2 separate regions of the Pan troglodytes genome follow, and region 1 is linked to region 2. The links are chromatin contacts, called in public Hi-C maps. All regions are on one chromosome and are shown on one strand. The core of a region is the stretch at or near the end of the contact, and the rest is flanking DNA. Distances in the headings are between cores, read along the strand shown.

What was found. Hi-C and Micro-C count contacts between places; a contact is called where the count stands out from the background.
Region 1: a Hi-C map of stem cell-derived neural progenitor cells shows a contact between it and region 2, with 6 times the contacts expected there. The contact joins two enhancer-like sites. A contact is called at or near these places in 2 of 7 Hi-C or Micro-C datasets (induced pluripotent stem cells and stem cell-derived neural progenitor cells) and 1 of 1 other capture datasets (stem cell-derived neural stem cells).

The regions. Positions count from the first base shown.
Region 1 is chr11:69,069,396-69,076,792 of NHGRI_mPanTro3-v2.0_pri, forward strand. No RefSeq gene overlaps it. Among named protein-coding and RNA genes, the nearest start is that of PSAT1, 290 kb to the left of the region's middle. Within about 2 kb of position 1,391, at least 2 of the 24 cell types and tissues checked have an H3K27ac peak or open chromatin away from gene starts, as enhancers often do. A contact at or near this core is called in stem cell-derived neural progenitor cells, where this site is marked.
Region 2 is chr11:68,914,777-68,921,584 of NHGRI_mPanTro3-v2.0_pri, forward strand. No RefSeq gene overlaps it. Among named protein-coding and RNA genes, the nearest start is that of PSAT1, 140 kb to the left of the region's middle. Within about 2 kb of position 5,170, at least 13 of the 24 cell types and tissues checked have an H3K27ac peak or open chromatin away from gene starts, as enhancers often do. A contact at or near this core is called in stem cell-derived neural progenitor cells, where this site is marked.

The DNA.
Region 1 (7,397 bases), core at 141-2,640, 150 kb after region 2:
TTTTCTATACATCTCCGCTTTTGTTGCTTAATTCTTTCTTTGCTTTGCTGTGTATTTTGTCCAATTCTTTGTTCAAAATGCCAAGAACCTAGACAACTTGCAGTCAACACCCTCTACCAGTAACAGTAGGTGCTCAATAAATGTTTGTTTAATTGAGTCAAATTGTATTTGGAGCTGCCTTTGGTATGTTGCACATCCAAGAGACCTCTTTTACCATCCCTGTCTACTAAACTTGGTGTGGCAGTTAAGAGCTTGACTCTGGAATCAAACTAGTGTGATCTCAGCTAAGTTACTTAACCTTTCTGGCTCTATTTTCTCCATTTGTAAAGTGAGGTTACAACACTGCCTACCTTCTAAGGTTGTTATGAAGATAAATTGAGTTCATATGTATAAAAGTTCTTAGAAAGAAGAGAAAATGGCTATTCTGAGAGAAATGGCATGTGTAGATGAACATTTTCAGTACTGTAAAAGAATCAAAATCTGTAAATTCCTTAAAAGGTAAAAGTTACAAGTGCCTGTGGAAATTAGAAAAATGAAGAATTTGGCATGAGTGACAACTCTTTTCTCTACCCTCCGTGTCCTCTTATGTCCTCTTTTCTGGAATAAAAGCAATTTCAGAAAATACGCTAAAACCATACTGAAGAGTAATTAGTACTGAACATTTGAAGTTTATGTCCAAAAAGTACATCTGCTGGGTCTAGCGCGTCGCCTATGCATGGTGACTGCTCCCTCAGCAATACACATACAAAGAAAGTGACTTTCTGCTTCTAAATGAATGGTAATAATGATAAATCATGAGGAGGTTTTTACGGCTAGTTCCTTTTTAGGTTCAATAGTGACATTTCGCTTTTATCTAATTCTTGGATTGACTTCTGGTTTGGCTCACATTATTCTAGTGGATTCTCTCATTCTTCCCTTCTCCTAATTAAAGACTATCTTAACTAAGGCAAAGACTAGACTTTGAATCAGGGTGGCATTTTGGCATCAAAAGAATGAAAACCAAGCTTTTCATTGCTAACATAATCCATTTTTTACTGAGTGGGTAATTGTTTGGGGCCATTACTACTTCCTGTCCTACAAAGGAAACTTGAAAGACAAATCTTTGGGAGAAAACCACATGTGGATAAAGTAGAGCAAGATGCTGTGATAATAGTTTGGTGGAAGTGGTCACTGGGGAGAAAGAATTGGAACAGCTACTCTGGCATGAGTCTCTCTGCAGACTCTTGGAGCCAGTGCTCTGCTACGTGTTGGGCTGTCTCCACGGCATGCTGTCACTCGAGAGTGGCATTGTGGAACCTCTTTTGTCTTGGGTGGAGGATTAAAGGATGTCCCCACCTACTCCTTTCTCATGGGATCCCTGGAGGTGGGGCAACCCTGCAGACCTCATCTGGACAAAAGAGGGAGTGTCCTACTGAACATTAGTGAAAGGAATTAGTGTTCTGCAACCTGTCACTCTACCTTCAGTAACCTCCCTAACAAGGGCCTGCCAATATCCAGGCAAGGAAGTATGCCTTTTGAAATGTCCTCTTTCCCTTTGCTCTGTCATGAGAATCTATGCCTGTAAGTAGTTTGTCAGGAACAAAATTTCCTACAATGATTATCCAATATTCTCTTTTCATTTCCTTCACAAGCTTTATATTACTGTCTTGTATTCACTTCAGAATCTTAGTATTTAGCTTATTTAGAGAGATAAACAAATACTATGATGATGACAACAGCCAATAAACAAATGGTAATAACAGCAGAGGCCTAACTACAAGAATTAATTAACAAGAAACAGGCAACAGGCCCAGCTGTCTTGAGCAATTTTGAAGGCATAACTTGAAACATGGAAGATGTTCAAAGGACGACTTAAGTGCAGGAAAAAACAGCACGTGCTGTTCACATGTACACTACAGATGTGAGCTTTGTCAGCAGCTTCTCTCTCTTTTTACGGTAAATCTGGTGTTCGTATTACAAGATCACATCAATTATGTCAAATTTAAAAATGCCACGTGACCTAAGAGAGCTAGAGGGAGAAGTTCCACTGGTAAAGGCATTGAGGATAATTTTGTTAGCTTAATCTTAGCATCATGTGATGTTTTGTTCTGCTGTGCAGTTGTGAGGCTAAACCTATTTGTGCTTTTGTATAATACATGGTGTTATATTGAGACTTTTCCTATTTGCAAAGAAACTCCCTTCACCTCCCAATTAAGAAATAACAAAGGATGTATATTGAATGGAAACCATTTATAAGTAGTATGATCATATAGTTGTTCACACCACGTCACTTTTGAAAATGAAAGAAGATGCTGTTAATAATTTTGCTGAGACAATAGGCAGAAATGAAAACTGTCGCAGGAAAGTCAGAATGTATAGTTCCTTGAATTATAAGGCCAGAGTAGAGAGGCTAGATTTGCATCAATCTTCAGAAGATAACAAAGGTTATCAGATTTCAACTTCATAGCTTAGTGTATTTTGAGAGAGATGACATCATTCACAGTACAGTCAATTTTATTATATTTAGTCAGTTAAGAATGAGTAGTTAATGATATATTTCTGTCCACTGCAAACTTTTCCTCAGTTCCTTACAAAAATAGTTAACAAATTATTTATTTTTAACATTGACAAAAAATAAAGAATCCTTTTTTTTCCTTATCCTCTTGTGTCTATACACTTGATTTTATTTTCCTTCAACATTTGTTCCTCTTAATAGAGAGTACCAGAATATAAGAGTTATTTTCCTTTTGGCTCTCCAGCATACCTGACTGATAGTGGCCGAGTGTCTCACTGCAGTAGGCATGGGGCTTGCAGTCAGAGCCTCTAGAATGATATCCTATGCCTTCCAAAAGTTACAGCAGCTGATTTCTGTGGAGGTGAAAACCTACAGTGCTCTTTTTTGTTCAACCATCCATCCAGTTGTTCACCAATAAATGGGGGCAGGAAATCTCCTTTTTAGGTCCCTGAGAGCAATGCATATGGTCACAAAGCTTTGGCTTCTCTTTCATCTCACCGAATGCTGAATCCAAGCCATCAGCACATGATGACCTTCCACAGTTCAGGGAAACATCACTTGGTTAGGCTGAGACCCAATCTGTGCAATCCACTTAATGAAGAAGTAGAAAACTTCCCTCGATGCTGAATAAGTTCAGTTTGACCTCTCTATCTTGAACTTTGGTCTCTTTCATTATTTCAAATGTAGACAACGTGGTCGATGGCACACAATTGCTGACCATCTTACAAATTGAGAGACATATGGCCTCTGAAGCATCGTGGAAGGACTACTCAGGATGACAGAAAGTTTTCTGTTGGCTACTCTTGTCCCAGAGCAATTTGATAGTGCTGACTTTTTGGTGCACCTGGAAATACTTCTCATCTAAACTTCAACCCTAACTAACCTTGTGCCCAATGCTGTACCTTGAGGCTTCTAGGGCTTCATCTCCAAGGGCCACCTTTTCAAAGAAGCTGTCCTCTTGGCTGGAGAGAGGAAATTCTGTGACTTTCTTTTTAGACTTTCTGAAAGCTAAAAACAGCAAAGGAACATTCAAACTTAGACATAAATAATTCAACACAGATTTTCCTTGAGTTTCATAACCAATATTAGTTTCCTTCTCTTTCTTGTCACTGCTCCCATGTCCTTTACTGGGAGGAATAACCTTCCCCTTATACCTGCCATCGACTTGATCTGGTAGAATATTTGGGGCAGCAGCAAATAAAAATTGATGATAACCTCACTGGCTACAACCTTTTGTGGCCTCCTAAAATGCTTATAGGATTCTCCTTCCATTTTATGTTACATGTCATCGGGTTTGATTTTTTTCTAATTTTTTAAAAAATAATGGTTTATTACAGTGTGTTACTGGGAACATTTCCCTCCCAAAGAAAAAGCATGGTTGTAATAAAGAAGGTCTGACACAACTTTTGTGAAGGCTTTTCTGCATTAGGGCTGGGCCTCAGCCATTAGATCTCTGCCAGTTCTTTCTTTGTGGCATTAGTAATGTGGGTAACCAAATATATTCCCTCTCGCATTTTGAGTTTCTTTTTATAGTTAACAGATTAATGAAATATAAATAATTATAAAAATGTGGGTATGGAAGCTAAGAGGAAGAATAGAAACTGCCTCCATTTCATCAATCTGCAATGAACTCTTTCCTTTTATAGATTACCTGTCAACTCAAACATCATTAAGAAATTCTGCATGACTCAGTGAGAAAGATTTTGAACTAATTCTTTAAAAGGAAGGTACACTTTTCTTGGAAGGGGAGACTATCATTCTATGTATTTTCTATTTCATAGACGTCAGAGTTTCCTAATTTTTTCTTTTTTCCTTAATTCCCTTCTTCTTTTCTTTTCCTCCTCTTTTTGTCTTCTTCCTCTTTTCCCTCCTTGATTTTCATAATTACTGACGTCCTGTTCTGTGCCAGAAATTCTACTTAGTGCAACAAGAGGATGGGGTGTGAATACAAGGATGAGAAGTCTACAGTGCTGCCAGTAAGGAGTTGTCAAGAGAGTAAGTGAAAAACAGCAATGCAGTTGTGTCAAATGCAATCCTAGAAGCTGTGCAGGGCACGACAGGTGCTCAGAGCAAGGGTTGGGTGGGAAGAGCAGGGCAAACTTTGCCCCACGTTGGGGATGTTTTTACTGAGAAGGTGACTTTTGAGATGGATTTTGATCGAAGAGTAGGAGCTACCAAAAGTTGAGAGACAGAGTTAAAGAAGAGGAAGGCATCACGGTCAACTGATGCAGCAAGAGAAAATGTTGCTGAGTAAGAGGGACATAACATTTAAGAAGAGGCAACTTGAAATGCTGGGGGTATTTCCAGTGAAAGGAGGAGCAGGGGCAAAGGACTGTTTTTTGGATTGAGGGGTACACTAACAGTTATTTTAAGTCATTGCTGATGCTTGTAACAATTAGGAAAAGTTTCTATACTTATAAATGTTTCATTCAAGGGGGAATTGAGACTTGAAGCCAAAGTCTTGGAGCTATTAAATGGCAGAGTCAGGACTCAGTGTTTCATAAGCCTGACTCCCTAACCAATCCTCACCTTCTACACCAGTACAACAGGAAGTAGGGACCCAGAAGGCCAAGAACAGACCTTTAAAAATCACTTATTGCACCAGGTGGCAAACTGACTCCAAATCACCATGACACAGAGCTCTAGGAACTCACTATTTCCAAAGAAACTCAGAACTAATAGATCACCAACTTTGCAGCCTCATCTCCCTGGTTTGCATAAGATACCTCTAGCTTTATTTGGCATGTGCTAGACAAGGAAGACAGGTAGAATTTTCTGAGGCCATTTGAATGCTGTTAGTAGATCTTGTCAGGGCTGAGTAGCTGATGCTGGGGTGAAAAATAACTTCCAAATATTAATTTGTTAACACACAAAACATTTCCTTATCACTCATGCACATGTCCACCAGGGGCTGGAGGAGTGCCTTCCTCCATACAGTTGTCAATCAAGGGCTCAGGTGGAGAGAGATCACACCACCATTTTAGGACACTGACTTTTTAACACAGCGTGTTGGGATTTGCTTCAGCAAGACAAGGATGTGCTGGGGGGTGAGTGTGGGCACGTAAATGCTTTGGCCTGGAGGTGATGCACATCACTTCTGCTCACATTTTGTCATATAAAACCAGTCATATGGTCACACAACTTCAAAGGAATGAGGGATTGTAATCCTCAATGTACATGGAAGGAAAAGATTGGCATGTATGAGGGATGTCTGCCGCAGGGGTCTAGAAATATATACTCCAATATATTTTCTCTAAGACTTTAAGGTATAATCAAAATTCAATGCTAGATGCCTCTAGAGCCGTCACTGCTCCTGTTTCTATTTGTTTTTTGCACTGTTTAATACAGTAGTCACTAGCCACATGTAGCTTTTAAAATAAGAACAAAATAAAACATTTAGTTCTTCAGTTTCGCTGCATTTCAAGTCCTCCATAGCCACAAATGGCTAGATGCTACCATTATGGAAAGTACAGATGTAAAAGAATTCTATTATTGCCAAAAGCTCTGTTGGACACTGATGTCTAGACCGGGGGTCAGCAAACTTTTCTGTAAAAGGCCAAATGGCAAATATTTTAGACTTTGCAGGACAAACAGTCTCTGTTATAGCTACTCAACTCTGTAGTTGTAGTGTGAAAGCATTCATGGGCAATGTATAAGCAAATAAGCATAGTTGTGTTCTAATAAAATTTTATTTAAAATGCAGGTAGCAGGTGGGATTTGGCCCATGGGCCATTTGTTTCCCAAGCACTGGTCTAGATCAATGGTCTCCAGAGGGATGACAGCCATTTTTACAAGACCATTCAATGAATATGGTAGGAAAACATCAGAACTTCAGTTTATATTTACATTATGAAAAAGAATCCAGTAATCTCTACTTGTCTCCATGATCCCAATTGGCATTGGTTCCTTCTGTCTGGGTCCATTTGTTGGCTGGTCACATGTGACATATGTTAGTTGAGAGTTCCACAACCCAGGGTTGTGTACTGCGGTGGTCATAGGCATTTTTTTCTCTTTTCCTAATGCATTGTGACATAATATAGCCTATATAGCCTAGTTTTGTAATTTTATAAATTAAATTACCTATAATAATAGGTTTCTATTGAATAAACTAACCCTCCATGTGATTAAAACTTTTTCTGAGCGACATGACTGAGTATTATGCTATCGTCTCTTGCCTCACTCTGCCCTGTGACTCAGGGCTTGGGTCTCCACAAACCACAGTTCTGCCTTGTCACTTGGTTCCCTATGTAGAATTCTGTCAACCTGAAAGGTAGGAGAAGAGAGCAAGAGTTTGTTCCTTCCTACTTGTCAGCTGCTTTTGCTGTTGTCACCCCAGTTGGTTCCAAAAGCCGTTGGTTCCAGTTCTCAGCTTCTTTCCACACTCAGAAACTCCAATGTGGCAGCTCCAGCCAGGCTGTGCTCCCTCCTTGGAGGTCTGAGCCCTACCCTGTGGGCTCCTCCTTTGAGCACCTGAGGAAACAGCACCAATACCTCTTCAGGGATCTGGGTCCCAAGACACCCAGCCTCCCCCAGGCTTTGGGGTCTGTTAACCCCAACTTCTTCCCTTTGATTTCCTGCCCTGGGAGTGGAAGCTGCTTCCTAAGTTAATGTGGTCTCTGAGACCACAGCGTCCCCTTTCCCCTTTTAAGTCCTAAATGCCTCTTGAGCCAATTTCCTTTATTAAATTATCTGTCAAAATAACTAGAGTGGTTTGTTTGTTGCTTGGGCCCCACCTTATACAGACACTATAAAATACAGGTTAATAATGTAAACATCAGGTGACAAGAAAAGGGTGGTGCCGACAATATGAAAACCACAATGATCTAATCATAGAAGTAATATGTTGAAAAAGGAAGCTTGGAAAATCACTACCGTTAAGGATAAATCTCACCTCTGGTTTATA
Region 2 (6,808 bases), core at 3,920-6,419:
TATGGATCTCCCACCCACCACCTATAAGTCCTAGTTTTCTTCTTTTGCTATTGCCACTGCAAAGCAGAGTCAACACTTTGCACAAACTTTACAGAGAGGTAGTGACCAAAGCCACTCGTGCCTAGAGTCTCAAGTAGGTGAGAATCTCACCCTAAGTCTAGCATAATGCTGTAATAACTTTGGGGCCTAACTTGACAATAAAGACATCATATGACTTGACTTTTGTGTGTGTGTGTGTGTGCATGTTTGCGTGCATATGTTTAAGCCTGTACATGTAAGTCTGTGTTCTTTGTGTAAAGGCCCATTCATTTACAGAAAAAAGAGCCTGCTCCAGATTTCCCCTCTGGAACTAGGAAATTTGTCCTTAATGAGACAAACACAGGTTATATATAAGACTGATATGCAGGAGGAATGGAGCACAGCAGCCTTCCTAGAAGCGCGTTACACGTCATAGACTGTTAGGGGTGGGAGAAACCTTAAAATCAAGTGTTGGGTTTCCCAAACTGCAGTCATTTATCACATTAACCATTTTAAAATCTTTTTTTTTTTTTTTTCTGAGATGGAGTCTCACTCTGTCACCCAGGCTGGAGTGCAGTGGTGCCATCTCTGCTCACTGCAACCTCCGCCTCCTGGGTTCAAGCAATTCCCTGCCTCAGCCTCCCGAGCAGCTGGGATTACAGGTGCCCGCCACCATGCCCAGCTAATTTCTTGTATTTTTAGTAGAGACTGGGTTTCACCATCTTGGCCAGGCTGGTCTTGAACTCCTGACCTTGTGATCCACCTGCCTTGGCCTCCCAAAGTGCTGGGTTTACAGGTGTGAGCCACCGTGCTGGGTCCTTTCACAATTCATCAGAAGTGATGGTTTGATGCATTGTTAAGGTCTTTCCAGCAATGCACATGAAAGTTCAGTATATAAAAATCCACCCTGACAATCCATTTCATCCGTGTCATTGATTCTTCTGGACAGCTTGGGAAAAAGGGACAATTTCTGCAGGTTTGAAACCTTCACAGCATGTGCAAGCACCGGGGTCTTGCCTTGCTTGTGTGTGATGTGATCATCATGGTACCACCCACTTTAGCCCTGCGGTAGCAATAATATCCAACAAATCATGGGGCTGATGATGGGCTACTTATGTATGTATTTTTGTTTGGTAGAAAAATATTAAAGCATTTATCTTTGTTCCACCTTTTGTGTAATTTCCATAGTGGTACAAACACCATACTTTAGGAAACATTGATGTAGTCCAACTCTCTTATTTGAGGAGGAGAAATTAAAGGTCTGGAGAGGTGAAATCTCTTTGCCGAAAGTCATTCAAATATTTAATGGCAGAATGTTGGAGCTCCTGACTACCAGTGTGGTGTATTGCCCCCTAAATCACGCTCATTTAATCAGTTAATCTCTTAGGACAGGCATGAAACAAATGTTGGTGATCTCTTGGCAATGCTAGCCCCATGGTGAAATGGAGATCTGTGATTGGCTCTGTTGTCAAGAACTCTTAAGAAATTAGAGTCTAGAAAAGACAGTTGTGCAAACAAAAACTTACTGAGCTGGAAGGGAGCCCAGGGTCATCCAGATCAATCCTGGGCTGAATCCTGCAAGGTCTAGGGATGGCCCTTGTGGGACCTCTTTGCAGGGCCAGAAGTCAAGGTACAAGAGGGAATTGGCAAGCAGGCAGGGTTGGGGGCCTCTTGCCCTCATTTCAGTCACAGCTGCACTGCTTTCATGTGTTCTATGTGTTATTTTCATGTAAAGTAGCATCGAAAATATTTTCAGGACTAATGTTGGAAATGCACTGTGCCTGTCCATTTTCATCTCATAAATAACATTGAGACTCCAAAAGTATCATGATTTTCTAATTAACAACAGCGATGACCTTCCTTTCCCAGAATTTCTATATCATAAAAAAGCAAGAGGCTAGAGTGTCCATGAACATGGGCTTTGTGATTATGCAAATTTGAACCTGAATCCTAGCATGGCTCAAATGGAATTTTTCTTCAGTTAGGAATTTAATAATGCTTCTTTCTCCAAATTGGGCAAACTCTTTCTCCAAGTATTTGGGGGTACTTGATGCTGGAAGCATCATTTGTGTTACCGTAGGAAGTTAGGGAGAAGTGGCTTCCTTAGTTTACCCTACCCCAGACATGTCATTGGAGGAAGGGGGTAAAAAAGGGAAGGCTATATGAAGAAAGAGGGAGAAAACAAAGGTGGCAGAGAACATGCCTAAAAGTCTTCCATGTGACTTCAGCTGCACTTCTGCAGAATTTTTTGGAAAGTAGGCGGTTGGCAGGGGAGGTGGGATGGGGCATAAAGAGTTATTGGTCAGTGGGTACGGCGGTTCAGTTTTGCAGGATGAAAAAGTTCTGAAGATGGGTTGCACAACAATGTGAATGCACTTAGCACTACTGAGCTGTACATTTAAAAATGGTTAAGGCCGGGCGCGGTGGCTCACGCCTGTAATCCCAGCACTTTGGGAGGCCGAGGCGGGTGGATTACGAGGTCAGGAGATTGAGATCATCCTGGCTAACACGGTGAAACCCGTCTCTACTAAAAATACAAACAAACAAAAAAAAATAGCCAGGCGTGGTGGCGGGTGCCTGTAGTCCCAGCTACTCCGGAGGCTGAGGCAGGGGAATGGCGTGAACCCGGGAGGCGGAGCTTGCGGTGAGCCGAGATCGCGCCACTGCACTCCAGCCTGGGCAAAAGAGCAAGACTGTGTCTCAAAAAAAAAAAAAAAAAAAAAAAAAAGGTTAAGATGTACATTTTATGTTTTGTACATTTTGCTACAATTAAAAAAAGCCTCCAGGAGGCACAGTGAGTGTTTTTGTCATTCACACTTTAGAGCGGATTCATGGTTAGCTTGCTGTTCCCCAGTCCACTAGCAGAACTGAGGCGGATGGAAACTTTCGTGATAGAGCTTCTGACACAAAGTAGCCTGGTCCATTTGCTCAGTTATTCAACAAATATTTGAGTGCCTCCCTGGGGTCAGGCACTATAGTTAGTCCTAGCTATACTAGTGAAAACAAAGTATACAAAGATCCTGCCCTTGCAATCTGGGAGTGAGGGGTGGGGTGGGGTAAAGTCTCAGAAATAAAATAACTAAAGCTCTCAGCATATTACAAGATGATAAGTGTGGTGGAAAAATAAAGCATGAAGGAGGAAGATGGGGTGCCTCCAACGAGAAGGGGACATCTGGGCAGATTTGAGGGATCAGCCCCAGAAGATATGGAGAGGAAAAACATTCTAGGCAAGGGCAGAATAAGTGAGAAGACTGTGAGGTAGGTGAAGAATGGAAGATGAGGCCAGGAGAAGCAGGGGTGTGTTGTGGGAAGATTGAGGAAGGAAGGAAGGGAGAGAGTGAAAAGAAGGGTTTTTGCTTTTACTTGGAGCAAGATGGGAGCATTTGAGGGGTTTTGAGTTTGGAAGTGACATGATAGGACTTGAGATTTTCAGGATCATGGTGACGACTGCACTGAGAATGTACTGAATGGGAGTGAGGGCAAGGCAGAGAGATGAGCTTAGACAGGGTGCAGAGAAGGGCTGGTCGGTGGGACCCGGGGCTGTTCTGTGTTGATCTGTTCAAGGCAACAGGGGTAGGGTTTAGTTTTAGTGTGTCCACCTTTAATTCTCCAGGTGCCCTCTAACTCCCCTTCTGAAACCCTCTGTCTTCCCCCATCTTCTCTTGTAGATGGAGGTTAAGTACATCCTTGAGGATGTCCCAGAGAGTTGATGGCTATGCCTTGGAATGGTCCTGATTCACAGCCCTTTGGCTTTAACTAGGTTTGTAGAAGCTCCTGTCCCAGGCATTCACCTCCCTCGGGATAAGAATCATCAGTCACCAGGGAGAAAATGGATATCTTGAAGCTGTGGGCTCTTAACTCCTTTAAAGCCGCAGGACAAATGATTTAACTGAACACTTGTCATGCAGGGAGGAACAGTAATCTTAGAAAAGGGAAGAAAAGTCTTCAAAATTCAGAATCTGGGGAAATTGCAGAGAAGGCAGCTTTATTCTTGGGTGTGTGTCCATTGTGGAAGGAGTAGGGAGGCACAACCACAAATCTTGGATGGCCCTGGCATACCGAGGGCAGGTTTCCCTTGACAGCACTTTATTTCCAGAATTGTAACAAGGCCCAGTGTTGAAAAGGGGAAGAAAAGTGTGGCAGTCAACAATAATTATGGTCATCTGATAATCATCAGTTATGGATGTGGGGAAGGGAGAATTCTGAAATCCTTTAACTAACCAAAAGTAAAACATCACCTCTGTCTAGACCAGGATTTCTCAATTTCAGTAGTGTTGACATTTTGGGCCAGACAATTCTTTGTGGTGAGGGCTATTCTGTGCATTGTAGGATGTTATGCAGCATCCCTGGCCTCTGCATCCTGGATGCCAGCAGCACCTCCCCAGTAGTGACAACTAAAAATGTCCCCAGACATTGCCAAGTGTCCCCTGGGGAACAGAGTTGCCCCTGGCTGAGAACTGCTCACCTAGACTTAGGCAGGGGCATTGGGTGCAGTCAGGATTGTTTTACTTCATGTCCTCTCTGGCTGATGAAATCAATAGAGTTAACACTAATAGTGGTTTATTCTTGGTCACTGGGATAGCACGGCATGTGCTGTTCTATTTTGAGAGAACAATTTTCCTGTGTTTTATGTAATAAGGGCCTTGTGATGCGTGGATTCTGGGCATCCCAACATATAAGTGTGCCTGTAAGGCAAAGAAACTAAAAACAAGGCACGCTCTGATTGCCAAGGAGGGGGCATGTTTTCTTTCGCGTCTCTCTCCTGGACCCATGCAATAATTAGTCAAAGTAAAATGAATATTAGCTCATGCTTAACTGCCTTTACCGCGCACTTGCCAGCGCTGACCCAGTAGTGCTAAACCAATTATTTTTTGAACTTTATGGCTTTAAATAATCCTTTGCTCTAAAATTCCCTATACCCCTCAGCTACTTAACCACAGGCCCCTCTGCCCTAAATCCTTTTCTTATACTTTGTAGCTTTTTAAGCAAGGCCCCTCTTTAAGAAGACATAATCCCTTCTCTGTAGAAAACATGAAAGACCTTGAACAAATCAAGATTTCTCCATGGAGAATTCAGCTAATCCTGTGCTTAGCTCCTAACAAGGAAATCCATCTCTCCACCAAGCACGCCATTACCCGGACTAATGCCTGACTTGAATAACAAGCAAATTATTGTGCTTTTAATTGTACCCTGCTCGGTCACAAAGCACATCTGAGACAGGAATGTGCCGAGCTCTTCCAGGAGAAACAGGTCATGCTTCTAATCCTCCTTTTCTGTCGCCTTCCCCTCCCCTCTTTCAATCCTTTTTCTTCCCAGCGGCACACACAAAAAAAATTAAAAAAGACAGCTAAATTATGTTTAAAATGGAAGAGTCTAAAAGAAAAAAGGTGGTAAATACTGACGGGAGAGGATGAATTATCTAGTCTCTGCAGTGTGGCTCATTTGAGGACAATCAATGTTATCATAACCCCATTACTGCAGGGCAATCTTTGTTACCCTAAACCAGGCTTCCTCAACCTCAGCAGGATTGACATTTTGGGCTGAATAATTCTTTGCGGTGGGGGGACTTTCCCGGGCATTGGACAATATTTAGTGGCCTCCCAAGTTGTGACAACCTAAAATGTACCAAGACATTTCCAAATGTCTCCGGGGGGGTGGGCGGGGGGGCAAAATCGCCCGTGGTAGACAACTATTGACCGAAACCCACCCATACTGCGATGTATTTGTTCCCCCACTGCTATCCTTCCTGTTCACAAACCCCAGGCAAATCATGGTTCTCGTTGTAAACCAGGGAGAGACAAATGTGTTGTTTCTGTAAGTAGAATGAGTGGAAAGAAAAAAGACATGAAAGCGTATGTTGTTAGGGGGTGGAGAATGAGCACCCCCTCAGCACCCAGTATTAGGATTTGGGGGGTCTCTGACTTCCACTGGGAAGTGGCTGTGCCCCTGGGTGTGAGCAAGCCAGCTTTTGAACGCCTGTATTTCACGCACTTCAGAAATAGGCTTGCTATGGTGAGACACGGGTGATGATGATGGAGAGGCTGCTGAGATAAAGGAGCCACTTGCCTGGAGGTACTGACACTCTCAGTCCTCTGTTTTAGACTTGAGCGCGGGAGAACTGCCCCACCTCACTCAGACCATGCCAACAGTCCTGTTTTGGACCAGAAAATCAGTACCGAGGCGAGCTACCCAGAAAAGAGACGTTATGCAAGCCTTGAATTGCACTTTCATTACAGCTATTGAGGCAAACATTTCCTCTTTCCCGGAGATTGAAAGAATCCACCCTATTTTTAGTAACTTACTAGAAACATAATTGCTTGTCCTCACTGACCAGAAGAAAAGGCAGGGAACGAACACGTTGCAGTTATCCCCGGTGTCCACTAGATGGCGGTGTACGTCTTCCTGAGAAGCCCGGCCTGGTTGCTGCTCGCAACAACTCCTTGGGTTAAGGAAGACAAGTGCCACTCGTCCTTTGGGAGACAGCCGGGTCCTCTCATTGTTGGCACAAACAGCTCCAAACAATTGCACTGACCACACAGCTCTAAGCCACATTCCAGGGCGCTGCCGTCTGCTCAGGAGTGAATGCTGGGAAAATGAACCAAGCTGCTAATTTGCTTGATTGGGGGAAAAATAAGATCTCCAGTAACAATGGGCGTAATTTATTTTTCCAACAAGAATAGGGGCAATGCCATTTCATCCCCCCTCCCAACTGCTACCATAAATGAAAGCAATCACCTAATTAGTCCTGAATTACTAACTGACAGGGTAATGGATCTACTGAAAATTAAGC